Linked DNA regions of Sus scrofa: region 2 is linked to region 1. The links are chromatin contacts, called in public Hi-C maps. All regions are on one chromosome and are shown on one strand. The core of a region is the stretch at or near the end of the contact, and the rest is flanking DNA. Distances in the headings are between cores, read along the strand shown.

Evidence for each region. A called contact is a pair of places that touch in the nucleus more often than the background predicts.
Region 2: a Hi-C map of liver shows a contact between it and region 1, with 3 times the contacts expected there. The contact joins two enhancer-like sites. A contact is called at or near these places in 3 of 47 Hi-C or Micro-C datasets (heart right ventricle and liver).

The regions. Positions count from the first base shown.
Region 1 is chr9:129,215,655-129,221,796 of Sscrofa11.1, forward strand. PTPN14 (tyrosine-protein phosphatase non-receptor type 14) reads left to right here. Exons shown (of 21, transcript XM_003130398.6): 15 at 1-1,374. Among named protein-coding and RNA genes, the nearest start is that of SMYD2, 98 kb to the right of the region's middle. Within about 2 kb of position 2,912, at least 3 of the 83 cell types and tissues checked have an H3K27ac peak or open chromatin away from gene starts, as enhancers often do. A contact at or near this core is called in liver, where this site is marked.
Region 2 is chr9:129,349,287-129,355,741 of Sscrofa11.1, forward strand. No RefSeq gene overlaps it. Among named protein-coding and RNA genes, the nearest start is that of SMYD2, 36 kb to the left of the region's middle. Within about 2 kb of position 2,700, at least 5 of the 83 cell types and tissues checked have an H3K27ac peak or open chromatin away from gene starts, as enhancers often do. A contact at or near this core is called in liver, where this site is marked.

The DNA.
Region 1 (6,142 bases), core at 1,662-4,161:
GTCCACAGCGTCAACTCCCTCAGCTGCTCCCAGAGCTTCATCCAGGCTTCTCCTGTGTCCTCCAGCCTCAGCATCCCTGGGAGTGACATCATGCGGGCCGACTACATCCCGAGCCACCGGCACAGCGCCATCATCGTGCCGTCCTACCGGCCGACCCCCGACTATGAGACAGTCATGCGGCAGATGAAGAGGGGCATGGTGCACACGGACAGCCAGAGCCAGTCCCTGCGAAACCTCAACATCATCAACACCCATGCCTACAACCAGCCGGAGGATCTGGTGTACAGCCAGCCCGAGATGCGGGAGAGGCACCCCTACACTGTCCCTTACGGGCCCCCAGGGGGCTATGGGAACAAACTGGTCAGTCCCTCGGACCAGATCAGCCCAAAGAGCACCACGGTGCCAAGCAAGCCGGGGGCAAGTGCCATCTCACACACGGTGAGCACCCCCGAGTTGGCCAACATGCAGCTGCAGGGCCCCCAGAACTACAGCACGGCCCATATGCTCAAAAACTATCTCTTCCGGCCGCCACCCCCCTATCCACGGCCCCGCCCTGCCACCAGCACCCCAGACCTCGCCAGCCACCGCCATAAGTACGTCAGTGGCAGCAGCCCCGACCTGGTGACTCGCAAAGTGCAGCTGTCGGTGAAGACCTTCCAGGAAGACAGCTCCCCGGTGGTGCACCAGTCTCTCCAGGAGGTGAGCGAGCCCCTCACGGCCTCCAAGCACCACGGCACGGTGCACAAGCGCCACAGCCTGGAGGTGATGAGCAGCATGGTGCGGGGCATGGAGGCCATGACCTTGAAGTCGCTCAACATCCCCATGGCCCGGCGCAACACGCTCCGCGAGCCAGGGCCGCCCGCGGAGGTCCCCGCGAGCCACGAGGTCCCCCAGCTGCCCCCGTATCACCACAAGAAGACTTTCTCAGATGCCACGATGCTGATCCACAGCAGCGAGAGCGAGGAGGAGGAGGAGGAGGCTCCGGAATCGGTGCCCCAGATCCCCGGGCTCCGGGAGAAGATGGAGTACAGCGCCCAGCTCCAGGCCGCCTTAGCCCGGATTCCAAACAAGCCCCCACCCGAGTACCCCGGGCCCAGGAAAAGCGTGAGCAACGGGGCGCTCCGGCAAGACCAGGGGTGCCTTCCTCCTGCCATCGCCAGAGCCAGGGTCCTGAGGCACGGGCCAGCCACGGCCATCAGTGTCTCCCGGGCCGACCAGCTGGCCGTCAACGGGGCCTCACTCGGCCCATCCCTCTCAGAGCCTGACCTGACGAGCGTGAAGGAGCGGGCCAAGAAGGAGCCCGTGAAGGAGAGGCCCGTGTCGGAGATGTTCTCCCTGGAGGACAGCATCATAGAGAGAGAGATGATGATTCGGGTAAGCGCCTCCTCTCCCGGGGCACCTTTGGGCAGACAGCTGAACAGCTGGTCTACCCCGCCTTCCCCCCCCCCCCCCCCCCCAGCACAGCCGCCGCCGCTGCTTTGCCACGGCTCAAGCGTACCTCCTCTGGCAGCCAGGAAAAGGCACGAGGTTTATTCAGGGCATGTGGCAAGGATTTAAAAATCACTTGGCATTCAGACGGGTAGTGTTTCATTTCCCAAAACTTCGTTTTTGTTCCTTCAAATCCACATTCCATTCTCATGCATGGCTTCTCCTAGGTGTGCATGGTGCCAGGTTTTGTGATGGAATTAGGGTCTCGGAGGTGGGTGGTGTTGCAGTTGGTGTCTGGACAAGCCACTGGGTGCTTATTCACGGTCAGACTTCCCATTGCATGAGCCGCTAGGGACTTGCCTTCCTTCATCTCTGGGTGTTTTGGTTTTGTCAGGGGAACCCATGTTTGCCCCCAATGTGATGTTAAAAGAGCAGTATCCCATCAAAGCACAGCTTTCTGTGTGGATCTAGATGGCACAGTGGCTCATCGATATAGACGATGCTGTGTCTGGCTTTATGTTCAAATCTCCTTTCAATGGATTATAAGAAATTCAGACTTAAGCATTGAGCTTCAATTCACCACTGAGCTTATTCTATCAAGAGTTCACACGTGCATAATCACACACACACCTGCACACACAACATGTGAGGATGCCTGATATTAGACATAAGTAGCCCTTCTTCAGGGTGTGTGTCATCCGGAAGGCTGGTGTGTGGCCAGAGCAAGGGTGTGCAGGAAACAGATGGAGGCCTGGTACAGCAAAGTCACTTATCTCTCACTCCTGAGAAAATTGCTACATCGTAGTTCCCACTTTAAAAATTATTTCACAGTGCCATTGTTGCTTGTCCTGGAAATTTTTCTTTCTTTTTTTTTTTCCACTTTTTAGGGCCACACCTGTGGCATATGGAGGTTCCCAGGCTAGGGGTCCAATCGGAGCTATGGCTGTCGGCCTACACCACAGCCACAGCAACGCAGGATCCGAGCCACGTCTGTGACCTACACCACAGCTCTTGGCAATGCCAGATCCTTAAACCACTGAGTGAGGCCAGGGATCGAACCCACCACCTCATGGTTCCTAGCCGATTCGTTTCCACTGTGCCACAGCAGGAACTCCTGCCCTGGAAATTTTCATTCTCTTAAAAAAACAGAAATCTTCTCATTATAAAATCGACTCAAACCCAGACTGACTTCTCTCTGCAGGTACCACACCTGTACCATAAGATAGCCAGGGCTTATTTTAGGAACCACAGAGCAGTGGGAACTGAAAATTTGCTTTGATGGAGTTCTTTTAGATGCTCATTTTTCAGTCTCCCCAGTGCTCCACTGAAAATCAACCTGTAAAGAAGAGGAAGGAGGCAGAGTTTTAAGGAAGCCAAGTTCCTAGGTTTAGGAATCTAACCCATAGCAACGTCCTACTTTAGACAAACCTTCAGAACATTCGCAGCCTCACAGTGTTGGCCTTTGGCAGAGTGTTGCTAAGACTTTGGTACCGGCATAACTTTTTCCACTTTTCGCAAACCTAGAGGGAAATTGTGAAAGATGTGCCTGTGCCTCTGGCAAATTAAACTGTTTGGTTGAGGGATGGAATAAAATGCGGGGGTGGGTGCCTTGGGGGAGAGCTTTCCGAGTTTGGAAAAAGTAATCATTGGTAAAAAACAAAAAAAGGGATTTTCAGCACTGCTTGGCCTCAGGCCCTTTGACACAACTCTGCATTGAGAACCTGTCAATCTCATCAATCTAGTCATTCAGCTTTGCTAATTACCCTGCCTCTTGCCTATTTCTTGCCACCTACTTGGTCCCCTAGCCTCATTTTGGTTGTCTTCATCCTCTTCTCTGGTTACCTGTATGAAACAAAAGCCTATGGCTAACTAAATTCAGAGCCCTGGCGCCCTACGTCAGCTTCATGCATTGTCACCAAGGAGCGGGAGCCTTTTCCACTGTTTGTCGCATGTGCTTTCCCATCTCATCCATTTGGGGAATAGAGACTAGTTGATATTACCCCTCGCTAGGGCAGGAATGCCAGTACCCATCCCTATGGCACCTCCCTGACTTTTCCCCAAATTCTACGCACTTGTGAGCTCAAGGACTGCCACCCTTGGCTGGCATCTCGACCTCAGAGCAGGTCTCAGAGGCTCTTCAGGGGGCCAGTGGCTCCAGTGTGCCAGGCAGGATGGCGGCAGTGCCACTGTCCCTGAAGCTTGGAATGGGTCTTTGTTTTCTTTAATCAAGAAACTCACTGCGGAGTTCCTGTTGTGGCGCAGCGGAAACAAATCCAACTAGGAACCAAGAGGTTGTGGGTTTGATCCCTGGCCTCGCTCAGTGGGTTAGGGATCTTGAGTAGCTGTGAGCTGCGGTGTAGCTTGCAGTCACAGCTCAGATCTGGGGTTACCGTGGCTGTGGTGTAGGCCGGAAGCTGTAGCTCTGATTGGACGGACCCCTAGCCTGGGAACCTCCATGTGCCGCAGGTGCGGCCCTAAAAAGCAAAAAGAAAGAAACGGTGCCATGCCCTCCCCACATCTCAGATGCTGTCTGCCCTCCCAGAGGAGGCTGTCAGGGCCTCTGTAGCATAAGAAGGCAATGAGAACGTGTAACTCAGTGGAACTGGAGGGGCAGCCATGGTGGGAATTTGCCCTGCAGGCACCTCTCCGCAATTCTGGAGCTGCTTGTCCAATTGATGGACGATTCAGGCCTGTTGTCTTAACACCTCCTTCTTCTGGCTCTTAAGGCTGCTTGAAGACACTTCAGTGTCTGGAGTCCCCTAACTCAAAATCAGGTACAGGGAAGAGAAAAGGCCAGATCACATCTTTGAATGAATTATTATTTTTTTTTATCTCTGGTAATAAGCTGATAGGGTAAGTGAGGAACTGCTAAGAGAAAGACAAGCTGCCTTTTGCTTCGGGCTCAGTTGGGGTCACCTTACGGTGGGGGTGAGAAGGAAGCTGGAGGACTGTCAGGAGGGCCTTAGAACCATTCCTCCCCCTCGAAGTTAGTGTTTTCTCAAAACTTTGGAGATGAGTGAAACAGATGCTTAAAGAGATAACGGGGGTGGGGGGTGGGATTCTCCTTCACAAAAGCAAACTCATAAGCAAATAAAGTAACAAAACCCCCCAGATTCTCAACAGCTGCCTGGGATTGAGAAACCAGGGCAGTTCTTAAGAATATTATACTTTTTTGTCGATATTGGCACTTTTCCCCTTTCTCATAGTTCATCCTCCTCTGAGATGCCCCTTGTATCTGATGGGGCTCAGCCCCGTCACTGGACGAAGCATCTCACGGACAGGATCACTCACAAAGGCCAGGGCTCCATTCTGACTGTAGGTGCCTTGAGGGGAAGTAGGGACGCTTGCGGGGGGTATAACACAATCCCCTCCACCCACGGTTAGAATCATCCACTCTGTCATCTACCAACACCATGGTCTTGTCAAGATGCTTCTCTGGCGAGGAAATTTTAATGTTTAATTTCTATTGGTTTGTTTTTATGGCTGTACCTGCAGTGTCTTTGGAAGTTCCCAGGCCAGGGATTGAATGCGAGCCACAGCTGCGGCACTGCTGGATCCTTTAACCCACGGCGCCGGGCCAGGGATCCCACATGTGGGAATGGTGTTCACAGAGTGTAAGCAAATTCCAAAGAAAAAGGCAAAGGGCATTTGCAGCACAGCGGCTCTACCAGAAATGCTGAACGCAGCCAAATCCCAGAGGTGGTCCCCGGTGAGGACTCAGGTTGCTGCAGTTGGATTCTTAACCCACTGCGCCGCAGCAGGAACTCCTGGGGAGTAAACTTTTAAATGACAAAGAAAAAAAAAAGGTGCCTGAAGGTGTGATGAGAAACCAGGGGTAGGATGACTCCCTCCTCCGTGGAACCCAAAGGACCCCGCAAATTGGCTTCACTTCCGTGTGGATCAGACTCTTAAACTCTGCAGGACCCATCTGTTGGCATGCTTTATGAAGTCCCTGTGTTCTTCTGTCTTGTAAGCCAAAATGATGTGCTGGGGACGGGGGGAATGCTCCTTGCCTGAAGTGAGTAAATGGAGATTCGTTCATACCTCCATCAGCAGAGAGGACGTGAGACCAAACACCCGGGGCGCCCACTGATCCCGTTTCGGGGCGTCTGCAGGTGAGGAGAGAGAGGAGTCAGACCGCCACAAGCAAGGGCCAGGTGTGAGCCTCTGAGCATTTCCCAGTGTGGTCTCTCTGCTCTGCCTCGGGTCCGTATTCTCCCACAGCTCAGTCACATCTGGTGATGCCCACTGTGGCCCTCAGGGGTCATGCTCTGCATTCCTTCGGGCCCGCTGGATGGAGCAGGAGGGGTAATGCCAGCTGGGTCATCTCAGGTGGGCCCAGGCTTGGGTATTAGCGAGTTTGCTAAACCACATTGGCCCTCGTTCTGGGGCTAGGATTTCCTGGGGACCAGATTCAATACAGTCTTAGCCCCTCTAGTGGAAACTTGGGAAGGTTTTTCTCCACTTATGTATGTATCTCACGTCTTCAAAGAGCAACACATAGTTTTTATAAGGTTTTAACCCTTTCCTCTGCATAAAAGGTCCATCACTGTGATAAGGTTTGAAACCGTTTCTCTTTCCCTTGTCTCATCTTCAGCCTTCATCTTCCTCAAGTGTCTCACTCTGCATTGTTTTTCTGTGAGCCCCGTGGCAGGGTGTGTTTGTAGGGAGTCTTTGCTCTTGTTTGTTTGTGTGTTTGTTCCTTCCAACATTT
Region 2 (6,455 bases), core at 1,450-3,949, 130 kb after region 1:
TGTCTTCTGCAGAGGGCCAGCAGAGCAGCTCCGGAGAGCTTGAAGCCTATAGTCTCTTCCTTTGTTAGCTCAGTGGATATACAGAGGGTATTTATCGGTCTTCCCAGATTGGCGGTCTGGACTCCTTAGGTTGCACCATCACATGTTGAAACTGTTACCGGAATTTCCTGAAAACAAAAAGCCATGCGGAGGTATTTGCTTTACATAGATGTCCGGGGTCCAGATGCAGAGATGCCATAACCACACATTACCTCTCCTTAACATTCGTTATTGGCAAATGCTTTTAAAATGTGTTAACTTGTTTAATAACTAGAGCATGATTATTTTCTTTGACTAGGCAGGAGGATGGAGAACTAAGTTCCTATCTTGTCTGTCGTCAGCCTATCATTGCCTACTACAGAGCAGAGCAGGTGGTGGGTGCGTGATAAATGTTTGTTGAAGAATGAAAATATTGACTTAGGTTCAAAAGACATTTTAAATGTCTCATTAACAACGCATTTAGTTTCTCATGTAAAAAAAAAAATTAGATGTTTAGGCTGGACAGGTCCACCTTGGCTGGATATCGGAGCAACGCTGGGGCTCGTTATAGGAACACATTCCCAGCCTCCTGCCCCATCAGCATCATCAGAATCTCCAGGTGTGGGTCCAGCAAAAGCAAGTGTGAAAACCAGTGAAGTAGACGAGCTCCGAAGGGCCTTCCATCTTCATGATTCTCTAAACTGGAAAGCTGCTTTAACACTTTGAAGTGTTTATTTGTCATTAACTCTCCAACCGATGGTTAAGTAAGGACACAGAGTTTTCAAGATTTTACCTATTTGAAGGGCAGATAGATAATACATCCTTGAAAGGAGCATGGAGGCAAAAAAACCAATCATATTTGATTTTCCAGTACCGCTTTCTATATTTTCCAAAGGATTGTGACCATTGTAATCACTTGCATTTGTGTATTTTGTTGTCAATGGCTTCATCTCATTTTCTTGCGTGGTTTTGCACCGTAATTCCCCCCATTCTCATCATGTTTGTCGGCTGAGACCTACCCTGACGGGTCAGAGAGGAGAGAAGCAGAGGGGTAAAGGCACAGAGAGCAAGAAGCAGTAAAAGGTAGCTTGTTGACCCTTTTGGTCATTCTGGGATTTTTGTATTGTCTGTCATCTGGCTAATTGCAATTTGGGAATTTATGGTTGTTCATCTTCCCTGAGTGAGCCACGTTTACTCTGCTGCTTTCTTGCCATGACTGATAATTAGCTGGTGACTTCTGTCCTTTGGAAATAGGCAAATTTGGAGTCACACTAGGTTGTTTTCACCACAGGGACGCTGCTGGGCCTTCCGCTGGTGGACAGCTACAGGGAAAGATTCCAGACAAGACCTGATAAAGTCTTGTGGGGGTGGAAATAACTATTCCTGAAGATTTTTTAAAATATACAAATCAGAGATGGGAAAGGACAGTTTTTCCTTTATTTTTAAGTGACTATAGTGTGGACCACTTTGGAGTTAAGACCACATGAAATAAAAAACAAAGACTAGAAAGAAGCTGCAGCCAAGAAGATAGGAAACAGTTTTTATATCACCGATGGCAAAGTTGGGTGAGAATGTTTCTGAAGGAAAAATGAAGATTTGGGGGGATATTCCCAGAGGCAATTAATTAGACCTTATCTTGGAAAATTGTGTGTGTGTGTGTGTATGTTTGGGGGTTGGAAGTGAACTGGGGGTGGGGATCAGTCTTTCTTAAAACTCACACAGCTACAAAGGAGGAGGAAAGGGTTATAAAATCACCTTGGCTAGATGCACCCAAGGAAAATCCCCAGGCCACCGTAAGGCAACAGCAACAAGCCCATTCCTCTCTTGTCTGGAGATAGGGTTTTGTGGAGAAGTATTCTGAAAGCCTCGGGCTGTGGGCAGGTGGATGTGAGCCTCTCGGAGACCTGGAGGAGAGCAGCATCCCGTCCTGGGGGCGGAAGAGGCAGCTGCGGGATGGATGCGGGAAACGAAAGGCCTCCTGGAGCCACGAAGGACATTCGTGGTGGAGAACAAACTCAGGTGCATGAAACACACACACACTCAATTACAACCCTATGAAAATATCTACCTCTGCACTAACAAGATGGGAGAGTCTTAGGATGGTATTAAAAGTTTCAAATTTCCTGTGTGTGTGTGCATGTGCAAAGTTGGTAAACATTTAAATTCTTTTAGAATAAAACATTAACAGCCAAAGGGATCAGAGTTCATTCATTCCACAAATATTGACTGAGAACCTCTTATCGTGCCAGGCGCTTTTCCAGCCTTTGGGCGGGCAGCAGTGGACAGGTTCCCCCTGTTCCCTCTCCTCAAGGCCGAAACACCAGCTTCCCTCGGGTGGGTGCTCAGCCCTGGCCACCCAGAGCCTGGACACACGCAGCCTCCACAGCAGGGAAGCAGAGAAACGCCCGCCCGACGGGCTGACATCCTCAGTGGCCTCTGAGTGAATGTTTTTATAGATATACATTGTTTTCGGGCTGTCCTTGGAAAAATCATCCTTTCTAATGTAAATTAGCTTATTTACCGTCAGGAAGTAGAACCAGTCCCAATTCTTCCCCTTTGACACTACTTTGAATTACTAACGTGGCTGGTGAGGGTGCTTTCATTTCCCTCCTGCGGAGCTGTCAATTTGGGAAGCGCGTTGCTCCTCCCACAACACCAGGGGCAGAGAGAGAGCAGTCCAAATGCAAAGTCACACGGAACCAAGGTGAAGGGACTCTGAAGAGCTCACTGCGCTCATCTCTTTACACACACACACTCCTGGAAATTGACATGAGGCTTTCGTGTCTGTGATAAAGAGATTTTGATTTCCTAGGTTACGTCGTACAGATCTGGAAACTCTAAAATGTGGCACCCATTAAGACATAGCATGACATTAAAAAAACATGCTGGGGCCATGTCTGCAACACTTCTTCAAGTGTTTAGGCCTTTGGCGTCAAAATCATCTGGACGGGTGGATGAAAGGGCAGAGTCCGAGAGACATTCCAGACCTGAGGAATCAATAGCTGGGGGTGTGTGGGGTGGGGTAGGTTGAGGGAAAGGCAGGGAGTTCTTAGCAATCTTCAGTTTCAATAAGCAGCCTGGGAAATTCTGGCGCACCCCCTATTTTATGATCAGGTGTTTTAGGGCATGAAACAAGAAGGCTCTGACACCTATTTCCAGTTGAAAGGTAGGGCCAAGAACAGTTTACCATCTGCCAAGAACCACTGCATCTTGTTGATGCTGCTTTTAGGCTGGTCCTTGGCATGGAAGCTGCTATGCATTGGAGAACGACCATTAACTTGGTTTGTAGGGTGATGGTAGGGGGGCCTAGCCCTTTCTCAAGGTCAAAGGGATCCTACACATTTGTGGGGTAAATAAGAACTTAGACTCATGTTACCTGGGGAAGGTTTGCTTTGGTGGTTAGTCTGTCCTGCCCTGCGGAGCCATCCGACCTAGACTGATAGTCATTGCCTGATCGGCCCTGTTGGCCACGGAGGCAATTCCTAACTAAATGAGGGCTTTTCTCATTTACAAGCAGCAAGTCAAAATCCCCAAACATTTTCTTGTACAATTTTAGACTCAGTTTCTATTTAAAATTATTTGAAAATCTATATAAGAGAGTGTTACAGATCTAAAGTAAGACTTCTGAGGGTATGGTGTGACAATTACCCCACGGACGTCTCATTTTGAACAAGCCAGTCAACACCGGCGTTAAGACCCCGGAAGAAGCCTGCAAGCTGATCTCTTGGGATTGATGCCTCCATCGGCCCCCTTCCTGCACAGGTTCCCGACTGTACCTTTCTTTCCTATTCCCTTGGCTTTCTCCCTCTCAATGTCTTCTCTTAGAATGTTCTTGATCACATGATTGGCATTCTGATTTCCAAATGCTTCCCCCCCCCACAACTTTATATTTTCTCACTTTCCCCTCATCTTCTAGGCTTTACCAATTCTCAGAGGAGGAGTTTTTGAGGATAATTCTAAAAACCTTGGAGAAGAGGTCTGACTATGGGTCTGTCTTCGTTCCATGACCTTCTGCCCGCACCTCCTCCCTGAGGAGAGGAACGCAAATGAACAAAACAGACCTGTCTTAGAACAGTGCACTCAGGGAGTTCCCAGGTCATTATACTTGATTGAATAATGTTGATGATGATGACGCTGATGATGGTAAATGTTTATGACCCCATCAGGTCTGCCTAACGCCACCAGAGCCTCCCTTTAATTGTTCTAGACGGAGTTCGGTTCTTTAGCAGTGGTACCCTCCCATCCAAAATGGCAGCATAAGTCAATGATGGTGATTCCTCTCCCAACATGCAGCTCATCAGCATCCCGTTAGACATGGGAGGGAGGAAGTGATACACTAAATACAAGACAGCTTGATAGAAAACGGGAATAGAAAGGCACCGAAAAACATTTATGAATGAATGAGTCCAGATGCAATCTTTGTAAATAACAATGGTCTGGAGGAAAAAAAAAAAAAGAAATGAAAGATTTGTACCATTTAGATTCACGAGATTAGCTGAATTGAATTAATTAGCCTACTAATATTGTAGCATCGTAAAACAGAAAGCACTCAATAAATATTTGATGACTGCCTTGCAGAAAAGTGTGTTTTTGTTTTCCTCATTAAAATGTGTGAATAAACAAAGCTAAAAATATATTGTTCTCCATGTGGGAAGGGCATGATCACTAAAAATTAATCTGTTTCAAATATTTCCACAAATTATCAGCTACTCTTTAAGGACTCTAGGGATTGTTGACATTAACCAGGATTTCCAGGAAATCAAGATTTGATTCAAATTGAGAGATGTAAGATTTTATGAACCCAAAGATTTAAAAGGCATTAAAATAAATATTGACTAATCCCTCAGGGAAATCAGTCTAGGATTAGATTGTGTTCCTATGACAAATCAGAAATTCTCAAGGAAATGGATTAAAACACCATGCACATATTAAAATCTGCGTTTTATCCGGCAAATGTGAAGAATAATACTCATAGGTTGATATTTTGTAAAATTTGTAATTCTTGTTTGCACAATTTACTCAATTATATTTAAATGTATTTTAAATACGATATATAGTATAAATAGGAATATATTTAAATGACATTTAAATATGATATCATGCCAAGAACAATTGGCTATTCTGTTGATTTTTCAGGGGAAAATAATGCTTATATCTGAAAGTATATGATCATAGAATGACATGGTGATAAAGATGTTTATAGACTTTGTAGAGAAACCCTTCTCTTTTCATAGGGGAAACAGGGCTGAGAAGGATGATAACTACTCTAAATCGTCCCCATAGTTCTTAGCAGATATGGTCGAAGTTTGAGGCCCTGGATTTATATCTTCCCCACAATCACCATCTTGGACCAAGGGCCCTTCAAAAGAGAGAAGCAACCAGCTGAGCTGCCTCTTGAAACTTCTCCTGATTAAGTCACTTTAATGCTAAAAATGTAATAGAAGAGGAAGAATTAATTCCTTGCAGGAGAAAGAACCAACTGTTCACTAAAGCCTAACGGAGTTTAGGGAAAAAAAAAAAGACCCCATGGAGGGATCTGTGTAGCTACCAACAGACTCAAAAATAACAGTAATGATAACTAAAATATTTTCCGTGTGTTAACCATTTTAAATGTTTTTTACTTCATTCACTTTTTTTTTTTTTTTTTTTTTTTGTCTTTTGCCATTTCTAGGGCCACTCCCGTGGCATATGGAGGTTCCCAGGCTAGGGGTCTAATTGGAGCTGTAGGCACCAGCCTACACCAGGGCCACAGCAATGTGGGATCCAAGCCGCATCTGCAAACTACACCACAGCTCACGGCAACGCTGGATCCTTAACCTGCTGAGCAAGGCCAGGGATCAAACCTGCAACCTCATGGTTCCTAATTGGATTCGTCAACCACTGTGCCATAACGGGAACTCCTTTCATTCACTTTTGAGTAGCATGATTTCACTTAATCTTCCCAATAATCTCCTAAGATAATCAGTATAGTTATAATATGTGTTGTTATCTGCTGTAGATGAGAAAATGGGTTCAGACAAGGTAAGTATAACTTGCCTCTGGGTTTATAGCTGGTAAACCAGAATTTGAAAGCAGGCAGTCTGACTATAGACCCTCCACCAGGCTTTTCATCTTTCCACTCACAGCCCACGGAGGAGGGAAATTTACTAGAAGAGATAGAGGAGAAGGTCTGGGTGGCCTTGCTCCCAGAGCAGCTCATTTGGCGTCCCCAGGATTCAGTGAAAATCTATTATGAAACTACATCTGAGAAGCAACCCACCGTTTCTTGTCAACCGTGAAATGAAAACTCCCACCCCGTAAAATACAACACAAACCCTGTGTTTTTGTTTGCTTACTTTGGTAATACCTTATTGACGAGGTTTCCTTAGCAGGGTCACTGTTTTTTTTTCACTGGGCTACTTTGAAATATGAAGTTGGAGTATCTTCAATCTGTGGAA